2 separate regions of the Bos taurus genome follow, and region 2 is linked to region 1. A link is a contact called in public Hi-C data. All regions are on one chromosome and are shown on one strand. Each heading gives the region's core, a stretch centred on a gene start, on an enhancer-like site or on the middle of the called end of the contact. The rest is flanking DNA. Distances are from core to core; before and after follow the strand shown.

What was found. A called contact is a pair of places that touch in the nucleus more often than the background predicts.
Region 2: a contact with region 1 is called in a Hi-C map of liver, with 2.4 times the contacts expected there. The contact joins the enhancer-like site here to the promoter of PHLDA1 in region 1. A contact is called at or near these places in 2 of 11 Hi-C or Micro-C datasets (liver and skeletal muscle).

The regions. Positions count from the first base shown.
Region 1 is chr5:5,573,200-5,579,998 of ARS-UCD2.0, forward strand. It overlaps PHLDA1 (pleckstrin homology like domain family A member 1), which reads right to left and starts at 2,675. Exons shown (of 2, transcript NM_001105631.1): 1 at 1,645-2,675; 2 at 699-1,218. The coding sequence starts at 2,423. The coding sequence ends at 1,671.
Region 2 is chr5:5,909,510-5,916,086 of ARS-UCD2.0, forward strand. OSBPL8 (oxysterol binding protein like 8) reads right to left here. Exons shown (of 25, transcript XM_059886816.1): 5 at 897-1,034. Among named protein-coding and RNA genes, the nearest start is that of BBS10, 77 kb to the left of the region's middle. Within about 2 kb of position 1,867, at least 1 of the 102 cell types and tissues checked has an H3K27ac peak or open chromatin away from gene starts, as enhancers often do. A contact at or near this core is called in liver, where this site is marked.

The DNA.
Region 1 (6,799 bases), core at 1,425-3,924:
ACTGCAAATCCAGTGTTTATCCAGTCCTTCCTTTTTCAATTTCTGAGTTTAGTTAACCTAACAACGAAACATATAACCCTTGGATTTCTCACAGAGCAACAAAGAGCAAAACAGTCGGGTCCCTGGTCAACATTCTCAGAACAAAAACAAAAAGCTATGACTCCCAGTCCTTTGAAGCATTCACAAATTGTATTTTAAACTATGAGATTCTAGAATATGCTTCTAGAACAAAGTAAAAAAAAGGACAGGAAATGCAGTTCACATCAAGTGTGCCAAGCTCATGAAGAAGGATAATTTCTACTGTGGATAAGAGCACAAATGTTCTCTCAAACAACTGGAATAATTCTTTTCCCTCACTACGTTTTTTGAAATGAAACATCTAATGCACTCATACTCTGAAATCATAGAAAACTCATTATTAAACCCTCCACACAAAGATAATCTAAGCAAGGCTTTTCCTACAGCAGACCAAGTCCTCCTGTATATTCAGGATACGGTCATCTTGCCATCAACTGGGTTATGTATTAAATATTTTGAATTAGATATCATTACTACTGATTTCCTTGTAGAAAAGCAATTAGATTTTTATAATTACACCATTCTGAACATTTAACTTCTTTAAAAGTTCTACACAAAATACATGTCTAAGGAGAAAAAAACTAATTAAAAAACAAAAAAAACAGAACGAAAACCCCACATAATATCACAGAGTTTAATTTCAACCACCTAGAATAACAATGAAGTGTCAGACCTTCTGAAAATGCCCTAGGAATAATGAATAAATTCTTGTGTGCCTCTGTACCCCCTTTTTTCTTTCTTCTTTTCCAAGACTACAACTTACTAAGGATAGCTTTTCGAAAATAAAGTATCTTTTCTGGAAAATGACCTACATTCAGAAATGTCTCAGAACAAGCATTAGAAAAAAAAACACTAATAAATAATAAGTCAAAATACATTAAAATAAAATTACAGTACATCATCCCTCCTAGAAGGTCCACCATACTGGAAGATCCTCTCAAAGGTTCATAAATAAAGCCTTCTGGACTCAAAATCTTTCCTGCATTGTGAAGAAGAGTATGCAGAAAATAAGTGGAATCACGAGTTATCAGTCGGGTTCTGTTCAAACTACTTGATTTGGTGTGGGGCGGGGAGACTTGTTCTCGATCCAAGTGAAGACAATAGAAAGGTGCTCGTCCCGCTTCCTCAAGTCCCCAAAACCTGGAAAGAAATGACACGGACGGAAGTGAGAAGCTCGGACTCCTACCAGACCCAGTTCTCTTGGCGCCTGGCCCGCGGACAAAGGAGCTCAGACAAACACGGGGGTCGCTCCCTCGAGTGCCCAGGGATAGTCCAGCGGCGCCAAGGGCGCCCGGAGGCGGCCGGCGGCGCGGCCGGGGCCGGGGGCGCGCGTCCTGGACACGGGCGGGTCGGCGGGGCGGGCGGCTGCGGGCACCTTCCCGCCCAGCGCGCATCCCTCAGCCTGCCCTCCCCGCCTGGCCTCTGCTGCCTGCAGTCTGTGCCCTTCTCTCCACCTCCCAGAAACCTAGGTTCATTGCTCCCTTGCCCACCCAAGAGCCGAACCCGTGAGCAGGCTTCCGGCTCTGACACCCCCAGACCCGCTCCCCGGACCCGCGCCGACCTTACCGCGTTCGGGCCGGGTGCTGCCCTCTTCAGGCCGAGTTGGAGGTGCTGCGGAGGAGCCGGTGGCCGTGCGCCTGCGAGAGCGGCGGTGGGTGCGGGTGCGGTAGTGGGTGCGCGTGCGGATGCGGGTGCGGGTGCGGGTGCGAATGCGGGTACGGATGAAGCGACTGCGGCTGCGGCTTCGGCTGAGGCTGGGGTTTGGGCTGGGGCTGGGGTTTGGGTTGGGGCTGCGGCTGGGCTTGGGACTGAGGCTGCGGCTGGGCTTGGCTTTGGGGCTGAAGCGGCTGCGGCTGCGGAGGCTGTTGCTGGACCAAGTGCTGTTGCTTCTGCCGCGTGGACTTGACCGCCAGAATGGCCTGGCGATTCTTGTACTGCACCATCTGCAACGTGATCTCGGCGTTCCAGCCCTGGTCCTGCGGGCACCGAAAGTCGATCTCCTTGCCCTCAGCCATCACCACCGTGAAGTACATGTACTTGCCCTTGCGCTCCACGCAGTCCACGGTCTTCATGTTGGAAAAGTGCAATTCCTTGAGCTTGACTGGCAGCTCGAGGCTGGCCACGGCGGGGCCTCCGGGTTGGGACGGCTCGACCGACCCCTGCCCGGGCTGCTGTTGCTGCTGCTGCTGCTGCTGCTGGTGATGTTGCAGCTGTTTGGGCGGGATGAGCAGCAGCCCCTCCTCGGTGAGGATGCAGCACTTTTTCTTCCAGAGCTGAAGCAGCCCGTCGCTGCGCTTCTCCAACACCCCCTCCTTCAGCGCCTTGCAGCCGCTGCTCTCCAACATCCTCCTGGCATAGGGGGCGCAGCCGCTCGGCTCGGCCTCTCCGCTTCCAGCCGCCCGGGTCGGGGGCAGCAGCAGCAGCCGCGCGCCGTCCTCGCCCCAACGGCTCCCGCGGCCTCCGGGCCGGAGCGCGCAGAGGAGGCTAACGCGCAGAAAGCAGAGCGGCTGTGGCGGCGGCGGCGGCTCGGGGTCCGGGCAGCAGGGCAGCCGCGTCCTGATGCGCCACAAGGTCCCGGAGCTGCGAGCCGCCGGGCCTCTGCCGTCCTCTTGCGAGCGCTCACTGAAGGGCACTGGCCGGGCCCCCTCGCGGCGCTTTTGAATGGGCCATACCCCCCACCCCCGAGTGACACCCAGCGGAAAAGGCGGCTCCTGGCGCCCGCGCCGCGGGGGAAAGCCCAGCTCTGAGAGGCGCTCTGCCGCCGGCGCGCGCCTCATTCACTTGGGGCCTTTCCAAAGCCGGCCGCGTCCACGCCCCCCGCGCCCCTCGCTCCGCCTCCCGCCGCCCACTCGCTTCCGAGCTTCTTCCCCAGGCTGGCGGCCGGGAGTCGAGCCCCGGAAACTCGTGTCCTGCGCCCGGGGCCGCGGCCGAGGGCGCCCCGACTGCCGGGCGAAGAATGCCGACGCACAGAGGGCGCCGAGAGGCCATCCCCATCCGTCGCGCCTCTCCGCCCGGCGGGGCTTTCCGCGAACAGCCTCGGGTGGGTATGGGACTGGCCAAGTGGGCGCAGTTGCCAGACTGCCGGGCACGCCAGGCGGACCCTCTGCGCTCCGGAACTAGCCCTGGGGATTCGCGCTGGGCTCCGAAATCTCGCAGAGCCCGGTCCAGGCCCGGGCCAGCGAGGAACTGGGGCTGAGGTTCGCTCGCCGCGGAGTCCCGCGAACTATGCCTCCCCCGGACCCCACGTAGGCATCTTAGTGCGAAAAGGGCGAGAGGATACGGTGTCTTTACGCTCACATTCGCTTACGGCCACTACCCAGCTCTTCTTAGAGGGCGCGATTGTTAGAGCAACCGTCTGTCCCTTTGGGAGTGGATAGAAGGGGACCCACTGGAAATGACATTTCGCCTTCCTTTTTTCGAGCCTGGAGCGCAGGCACTCCATATCTTACGTGACGCAAGTCCTTCCGTACAGCCCGCAGTATCTCACAAGAGTAACTGCAAATTGGGGTAACATCCGGTTCTGAGATTCCGCACTTTAACCTCCAAAGGGCAGGTTGGCCTCCGCGGACCCGTCTCTTTGCAAACGCCCAACAGGTCATCTCTCCTAATCTCATTTATGTGTAACCCCGGGGAAGGTCATTCTGTGCTCGCCCCTAGCTCCCTCCTACTCCATTTAAGCAATTTCTATAGAAATTCTGGGAAACAAAGATTAAAGAGCATAAACCGAAACCAAAAAATGTATTAGAGAATCCCAACCATGTACCCACCCTGAAAAATATGAATTACACAAAGGAAATGAGGAATGGACAAGTCAGAGTTGGCCAGGGTAACAGGAAAGGCTGCTACTTGTGCTCAAGAAGGAAGAAAGGAGAGGTGAGTTCATCTGTAGTGTCTGTCATCTGGCTGGAACAAAGAATTCAAGGGGGAAGAAGTGACAGATGAGCTTGTAGAGCCCCTCAAGAGTCAAATTCTTTCTGTGTCACGCTTAAGAAATTCGAGGTTCATCCCAAGGTAATCGAGAACAAAGGATAACTTTTAATCACGGGAGGGTCCTGAATCTTGATGAAAGGAACAATGTTTTGCACAGAAAAGTCCAGCAGTCCTGAGACCCACTGAACTGCACTTAGCATTCTCAGGGCCTTCACACTGTTGATAGATAAGCAGTCTTGGTAGGAGAAAGGCGATTAAAATCATGTAAAGATCTCTAGTAAAACAATTCTGTATAACAATGACAAACACTACACCTGATATCTGTTTTTCCCCTGCCTTTGCAGGACAAGTGAGCATTCCAGAGAATTTCCACATGACCAGCTGTTCATCTTTTTAACAGAATGCCATTCTTCAGCTCCTTTAGAAAACTGCTTCCAGTCTCCGAGGCAGTTGTAGTGGGGAAAAGACATTTCATATGGAAAAATGATACAATACAAAATTGACTGGCTAAAAGACATATCCTGGCAACCCAAGCCATTTTCCTAAGAGAAACTGAATGTTTTGGCGTCATCTAACCTGCAGTTTATCCGTATGCATCAAATGCATTCTATCTCAATTACTTAAAAACGTCTAACCAAACAGCATAATTTCAAAAAGTACTTCTTAGATAACTAGAGACTTTAACAATCAGAATCTCCAGTTGGCTATTTGATAACTTAGGCAACAGTCCGGTCGTCCAGTTTGCCTTCTCCAACCACCTGTGAGTGTGCTGCCGTGGCTGCAGTCTTCACAACCCCACAGACCGGGCTCCTCTGTCTATGGGATTCTCCAGGCAAGGATTCTGGAGTGCGCTGCCATTTCCTCCAGGGGATCGAACCTGTCTCTCCTGCATTGGCAGGCATGCTCTTTACCACTATGCCACTTGGGAAGCTCTCCAACCACACAGTGCAACTGATTATTGGAAATCTCAGTAATACAGAAATCTTTTCAATTTCACCAGTCACCACCAACTCATAAAAATGGCCATATTACCATTTGTAAAGACAATTTATTTCACAGAAAATGAGTAACAGGAAATAATTGCCCCCTTTCTCTCCCCCACAACTTCAGGTGTAGATAATGAAAACCTACAGATGTCACTTAAAAATTACTGCAGTTTAGAAAGCCAAGTAAGCCACTGCTCTGGTAAACAAGTCTGAAACGGCTAAGTCAAAACTGGTATTATAGTCAATTGCATCAAGCTGTCTACCAGCAGCATCTGACAGAGCTGGTCACCTTCTGCTCTAGAATACAGTTCTTCACTGGCTTCAAGGACATCACTTAGCTTTTTCTCCCTCCCTAGTCGCATGGTCTAACTCCTCTGCCTCCTCTTCCCAATCTTTCAATGACTGCCCCAAAGTGCAGCACGTGGTTCTACTCACTCCCATGTTGATCCCATCCAGTGTTATTCTCAATAACATCTGTATGCCCAAGACTCCCCAAATTATATCCAACTAATTGTTACTAAAGAATAAAACAAAAACTATCTCCAACGTTTAAAAAAAAAAAGGCAGCAACCTGGGCAAGGGAACACATACTGGTGAGACTACTAGTGAGTAGTCTGTTAGAGGGAAACGTCTGAAGGGATTATTGGTCACAGAAAGCAGAGTTCCTAGAGCTTCTGCTAAAAAAATAAATAAGATAGTGTGCTGCATAGGATGGAGTCCATAGGCTTATATACAATTGGCTTGATTGTCCATAGGCTTATATATTAATCATAATTCCTAGACAGAATTGGTTCAGTAAGGGTCTGGAATCATTTAAAGTTTGTGGTTTTTGAAGACTTTGCTGGTTATTATAGCTGTAGTGAAAAATTGCCTTCAGTTTTTATATATTCCAGGCCACTGTTACTGTAAATTCAATTTTTTTTTTCCTTCTACTACTGGGTGTCTAATGGAGACCTCAAATATGTGCTTATCTCCTCACCCTAACCTGTTCTACCTACCTACAATCCCTTCTTGGTACACGGCGATTTTATCTGTACAGCTGCTCAAACCAAAACCCATCGAACGGTGCTGCCCTTAAAACAAACTGAAAGAAGCCCTGAGCTTTGAAGAACCAGTATTACACATTTATCTGGAACTCATATTCACTCCAGACTGCGCTCCAGGTATTCAGGATTCCAAACACCCTGCTGAAATGACCTCAGCAATTTCTGTCACCGCTGTGTGCACTGGTGTGTAAGGAAGTGGACAGATTTCGAGCATGCAGGCTAAGGTGCATGAGGCCCCCTGCCATACAAATCAGAGGCAGGGGTGGGAGGAGAAGGAAGGTGGGACACCGGCAGAGGACCGGGTTGCTTGTAAGGAAGGCTCTGGCACAGGACTTTTAAGGATCTGAAATTCACACCTGGCCTTCCGCATACTTATGAAGGGGTATTTGGCTAAACAGTAGCATGGGACATATTTTCAATGAACTTTTAAGATATTTAATCATTGGTGTCTCCACTGCACACATACCCCAGGACGGGAAATGTTTAGAAGCATGCCTGCCTTGCATGAACCCTTGACTCACTTTCCAGTACTCAAACCACAAGCTGAGTCAAGAAATCCCATCAGTTATGCCTTCAAATTATATCTATATTCTGTTCATCTCTCTGCTTCATTACCACCCTGATCACCTCTCCCCTGAATTACCACCATGGCCCCCTAACTTGCCTCCCTGATTCTACCTTTGCTGTCTTATCATCTATAATATAATCTCTAAGTCATCCCAATCACTTTCTTCATCTTTGCTCAAATGTCATTTCAAT
Region 2 (6,577 bases), core at 617-3,116, 340 kb after region 1:
ATGCTGGGAGAGATTGGGGGCAGCAGGAGAAGGGGACAACAGAAGATATGATGGCTGGATGGCATCACCAACTTGATGCACATGAGTCTGGGTAAACTCCGGGAGTTGGTGATGGACAGGGAGGCCTGGCGTGCTGCGATTCATGGGGTCGCAAAGAGTCAGACATGACTGAGTGACTGAACTGAGCTGATACTTACACCTGTAACATACATATGTATATCAAGTGTAGAAAGTGTCAGTCACTCAGTCGTGTCTGATTCTTTTCGACCCCATGGACTGTAGCCAACCAGGCTCCTCTGTCAATGGGATTCTCCAGGCAAAAATACTGGAGGGAGTTGCCATTTCTTCTCCAGGGATCTTCCCAAGCCAGGGACTGAACACGGCTCTCCCATACTGCGGGCAGACTATTTACCCACTAAGCCACCAGGGAAGTCCACATGCATATAGCTGATAAGTACATCAACTATACATCAATTCAAAAAACAAAGTAAACATTTTTTTAAAGTTTCAGTTTTAATATGCAGTACAGTATGTATCAACAGGTTAATTAATCCACATAAAAATTCTTTGGGGTCTTCAGTAATTTTTGACAGTATTAAAGGAGTCCTGAGACCAAAAGTTTGAAAATCACTGAATTAAAAGAATGGTATAACTAACCAAATATTTTAGAGAATGTAAAGAGAATTAAAAAGTACTCCAAAGGAAAATGCACTCATTTGAAGTGTATTATGGATGACCAAAACAAAACAAACATAAACCTCTATAAAACCAAATAGTCAAAAAGAAAAATCATGATACACCAGCAAAGGACAGACCTGCCTAAAAACCAAAACAATCCATACACACAGAGCCCACCATCAGTAACAACAAAAAACATTAAAAGTACAACTCCGTACCCGGGGTATGAGGACTTGCTGGACTGAAAGATGGCTGATACAAATCTTTGGTTGGCGTTGGAAAAGCCTCTTTCCCTTGGCGCTGACTCATCCTTCCTGGTGTCAGGTGTTGAGTATCGTCACTGTTTGCTACCACAGCTCAAGGAAAGAAGGGAAAAAGAAATTAGTACTTAAGTCACAGATTTACATAACAGCATAGTTAATAACATGGACTAGAACTGTGATTCGGAGAAGGCAATGGCACCCCACTCCAGTACTTTTGCCTAGAAAATCCCATGGACGGAGGAGCCTGGTAGGCTGCAGTCCATGGGGTCGCTAGAGTCGGACACGACTAAGCAACTTCACTTTCACTTTTCACTTTCCTGCATTGGAGAAGGAAATGGCAACCCACTCCAATGTTCTTGCCTGGAGAATCCCAGGGACGGGGAAGCCTAGTGGGCTGCCGTCTATGGGGTCACACAGAGTCAGACACGACTGAAGTGACTTAGCAGTAGCAGCAGAACTGTGATTGACATGGCCTCAATGGTTATATTCATTTCATCAACTCAATACTCTAATAATACTTTAATAAATTAAATTACTTTAATAAATAATTAATAAATGTTTTATTTTTAGTTTGCTATCAATTCAAGAGGAGTTTATAGTCATGAGTCAAATTACACACCTCATAAAAATGAAAACACATATTCTGATAATGAAAGGTCCTCCAAGGTTTACTATCAACCTTTCATTGTGTTATTGACTCTATATATTTGCCAACAAAGCAATAAGCAAAAGACAATGCAGAAGACATACAAATGGTCAACATACATATGAAAAGACAGTCGACCTCACTGGTAATGAGGAAACATTCCAGTTTACAGCAGCATAAAATGGCGTGGTGGTGGTGGGTTAGTCACTAAGTTGTGTCGAGCTCTCTGTGACTGGCCTGGACTGCGTGAACTCTGACCACGTGGACTGTGGCCCGCCAGGCTCCTCCGTCGATGGGATTTCCCAGGCAGGAATACTGGAGCGGGTGCCATTCCCTACGCCAGGGGATCTCCTGACCCAGGGACCGAACCCAGGTCTCCTGTGCTGCAGGCAGTCTCCTGCATTGCAGGTGAATTCTTCACCAGCTGAGCCACAAAATAGTATTTCATATGTGCTAGAATTTCTAATTTCCAACTTTCATGGAAAGTAGGTGTGATTCTTATTTTAAAGTTGGGGAAACTTAGAGGTTCAGAGATTGCCTTGCCTAAAACTAATACTGGTAATATTCTAACAAAGGACCATTTGGTTCAAAGTCTGGTTTCTTAAGAGCCTGCTGCCTCAATGATAAATCTAAATAGTGTTTAGGGCTTCTAGTCACCCGTCTGACCAAGCTACTGATAGAGGAAAGCAATGCCCAGTTCCAGAGAGGACAGAAAAGAAAAAAATACTGATTGAAGGAGCAGGACAAATTGTGAGCAAGTCCACAGTGCCCCAGGATCTCCATTCTTCGATTTTTATGTAACTGTGCTTTCAGTCTACAGAAACCTTAAGCTTTATCTTGAGAGAGAATGATTCTGTCTTCAATCTAGATGTAATTTCAAACTTAAGCAGAACTTAGGCTGATATTTTTAATCACCATATCTTTCAAGGAAAATTGCTTCTTTAACATTTTAAACAGAAATTACCTTTAACATAATCATTAATGTACTTTTGATGGTGCTAAAGTTTTCAAAATTATATTTTAGCTCCTTAAATTTTAAAGTAAAAATTCAAAAATACTCTTCACTTATCATCCAAGTAAAGTTACAAAGAATTTATTTTCCCATCAAATCAATAAAAAAGCATCCTACACTGATGACTACTAAATTTATCTCCTCCTAAACTCAAAAACTCACACATCAGTTGCCTGCCTGTATTACTTAACAGACATCTCAAATTTATCCACAACAGTCTTTATTTTGTTTATCCTCCAGATTTGCCTCTCTCCCATCTGTTTGGAGAAGGCAATGGCACCCCACTCCAGTACTCCTGCCTGGAAAATCCCATGGACAGAGGAGCCTGGTGGGCTGCAGTTAGTGGGGTCGCTGAGGGTCGGACACGACTGAGCAACTTCGCTTTCACTTTTCACTTTCATGCATTGGAGAAGGAAATGGCAACCCACTTCAGTGTTCTTGCCTGGAGAATCCCAGGGACGGGAGAGCCTGGTGGGCTGCCGTCTATGGGGTCGCACAGAGTCGGACACGACTGAAGTGACTTAGCAGTAGCAGCAGTAGCATCTGTTAATGGAATCACTATTCTCCTCTTCCAGTTTCTCAGGCCAAAAACTTTAGATGTATTCTTTGATTTTTCTCTTTCTCTCACATTTCATACTCCGTCAATCTGTGATATCTTTATCTTCAAAATTTATCTGGGATCCTCCTACTTCTCTGCACTTCCACAACTACTACCCTGTTCCAAGACACCATTACCTTTCCACGGATCACAGCAGCATATTTCTACCTAGTTTCTACCTGTATCATCTTGCTCCTTGCTTGTGTAGAGTTCATTGTCTGTACAGAAGCCTGAGCAATCTTTGAAACCGTGAATGCAAAGAAGTAAAACTTGAAAACTTTTAAGAGAATATAAATTTGGGGTAGGCAATGATTCCCTTAAAAAGACACACGAAACACTCACCAATAAAGAAAGCGCAAGGTGGGGGTGGGGATTAAGAATTAACCTAATCAAAAGATAAAAAGAAATTGGGGGAGGGGAAACCAAGAGATTTGTAACACATATAATTAACGAAGAGTTGGAATTCAAAATATGTTGAAAAAAAATTCCTGTAAATCAATTAGAGAAAGATCAAAAAGGTAAAAGAAACACAAGGGTAAAGGAATGCATCAAAAAGAATGCCTAAGAATAAATTTAACCAAGGAGGTGAAAGACCTGTACACTGAAAACTGTAAGAACCCGAGGACAGACACTGAAGAGCACAGATACAGATGGAGAGGTGCACTACATGATGGACCGGAGGAGCAACACTGAAATGTCTACACCTCCCAAAGCAGTGCAATCCCTCTCAAGATTCCAATGGCAATTTGTTTTTTAACAAAAACAGAAAAAACAATTCTAACACTTGCATGGAATCACAAAAGACCCCAAATAGCCAAAGCACATGGAATCACAAAAGACCCCAAATAGCCAAAGCAATCTTGAAGAACAGAACTAGAGGCATCATACTTCCTGATCTCAAATTATATTACAAAGCTATGGTAATCAGAACTCCATGGCACTTGCATAAAAAGGCACATAGATCAATGGCACAGAACTGAGAGCCCAGAAATAAACCTATATGTATATGGTCAATTAGTTTCTGACAAAGGAGCCAAAAACATACAACAGGGAAAAGGCCAGTCTCTTTCATAAATACTGTTGGGAAGCCTGGACAGCCACACACAAGAGAAACAAACTGGACCTCTATCTTACTGTTACAAAAAAATTAACTCAAAATGGCTTAAGACCTGAAAATATAAAATTCCTAGAAGAAAACTAGAGGTGAGCTCCCTGACATCAGTCTTGGCAATGATTCTTTTAGATTTGACACCAAAAGACAATAAAGGCAAAAATAAAGAACTGAAACTACGTCAGACTAAAACATTTCTGCACAGCAAAGGAAACCATCAATACAATGAATGGCATAAAATGCTTGCAAATAGTATATCTGATAAGGGGTTAATATCCAAAACACATAAAGAACTCTTATAGCTCAATAGTCAAAGTATACATGAAAGGATGATCGACATTACGATTCATCAGAGAAATGCAAATCAAAAGCACAGTGAAGTATCACTTCCCACCTGGTAAAATCGCTATTATTAAAAAGATAAGAAATAATAAGTATTGATGAGGATGCAGCGATAAGGCAGCCCTTGAGCACTGTTGGTGGGAATGTAAACTGGTACAGTCATTATGGAAAACAGCATGGAGGTTCATGGGAAATAGTATGGAGGTTCCTCAAAAAGTAAACCTAAAACTACCATATGATCCACCAGTTCTACTTCTGGGTATTTATCCAAATGAAATGAGAACCCTAATTTGAAAAAGATACATGCAGTCCATGTTCATTGCAGCATTATTTACAACTGCCAAGATATGGAGACAACCTAACTATCCATCAATGGAAGAACGGGTGAAGACAATGTGGTGTATATATAGTCAATGGAATGCAACTCAGACATAAAACTGAGCTCACAGATACAGAGAACAAACTGGTGGTTTGCCAGAGAGGGGGATGGGGTTGTGGTTGTGCAAAATGGGTCAAAAAGTACAAACTCCCAGTTATGAAACAAAGAAGTCATGTGGATGTAATGTACCGCATGGCAACTAGAGTTCATACTGTACTGCATATCTGAAATGTGCTAAGATAGTAAACCTTTTTTTTTAATTGAAGTGTGAGAGTGCAAGTCACTCAGTTTGTGTTCGACTATACAGTCCTGGGAATCCTCCAGGCCAGAATACTGGCGTGGGTAGGTAACCTTTCCCTTCTCTGGGGGACCATCCCAATCCACAGAGCAAAGCCAGGTCTCCCACATTGCAGGCGGATTCTTTACCAGCTGAGCCACCAGGGAAGCCCAAGAATCCTGGCCTGGGTAGCATATCCCTAGAGTGGGTAGTCTATCCCTTCTACAGCAGATCTTCCTAACCCAGGAATTGAACTGGGGTCTCCTGCATTGTAGGTGGATTCTCTACCAGCTGAGCTACCAGAGAAGCTTCCCTTGTGGCTCAGCTGGTAACTGAACCATAGCTCATAATGTTTCAGGTGTACAGCAAAGTGACTCAGTTATGTATCTACCTATATTCTTTTTCAGATTCTTCTCCATTATAGGCTATTACGAGAGTACGTTTCAAAAGCTGTCATTATAAGAAAAAAAACTCTGTAACAATCTATGGCGATGGATGCTAAGTAAATGTACTGTGATTATCACTTCATAGTATATACAAATATGGAATCATTATGTCACACACTGGAAACTAATACAATGTTGCATGTCAATTAAACATCTATTAATGTTTTTAATTGAAGAAAAATGGTAGGAAAACATGAACAATTAGTTCATGGAAGAAGAAATGCAAACGGCCCATAAATGTACAAAAAGATTTTGATCCTCCTTAGTAATAAGGGAAAAAAACAAATCAAGATCACAATGAAATAAATATTTTATACTCAGTAAAACTGAAAAAAATTAGTAAGTCTGATACTATCCAATGATGGTAAGGATATGGTCAGCGAGCCAACATACGCATTGCTGATGATAGAGTATGAACTGACACAAGCACTTTGGAAAACCACTTAGGTCTTATAACATTGAAGTTTAGCATAGTCTATGGGTCCCAAAATTCCACTTTTAGCTTTATACCTGGAATGTGTATACCAAAAGACAAGGATAAAAATGTTCATAGCAACACTGTTCATAATAGCAAAAATCAAAATAAATATTCATAAACTGAAAACAATATGGATTCATATATTGAGGTATACGAATATAATGGAATAGTATGTAGCAGTAAAAGCAGATGGTCTTATCTATACCCAGTAACATGGCTCAAACTTAGAAACACAACGTTAACTACAAAAAACAAGTCCTAGAAGATGACATAGAGCGTGACGCCATTCTTGTAAAATTAAAACCCTAGTAAAATTTAGTGATACATATGTGACCTAAAAATAACCA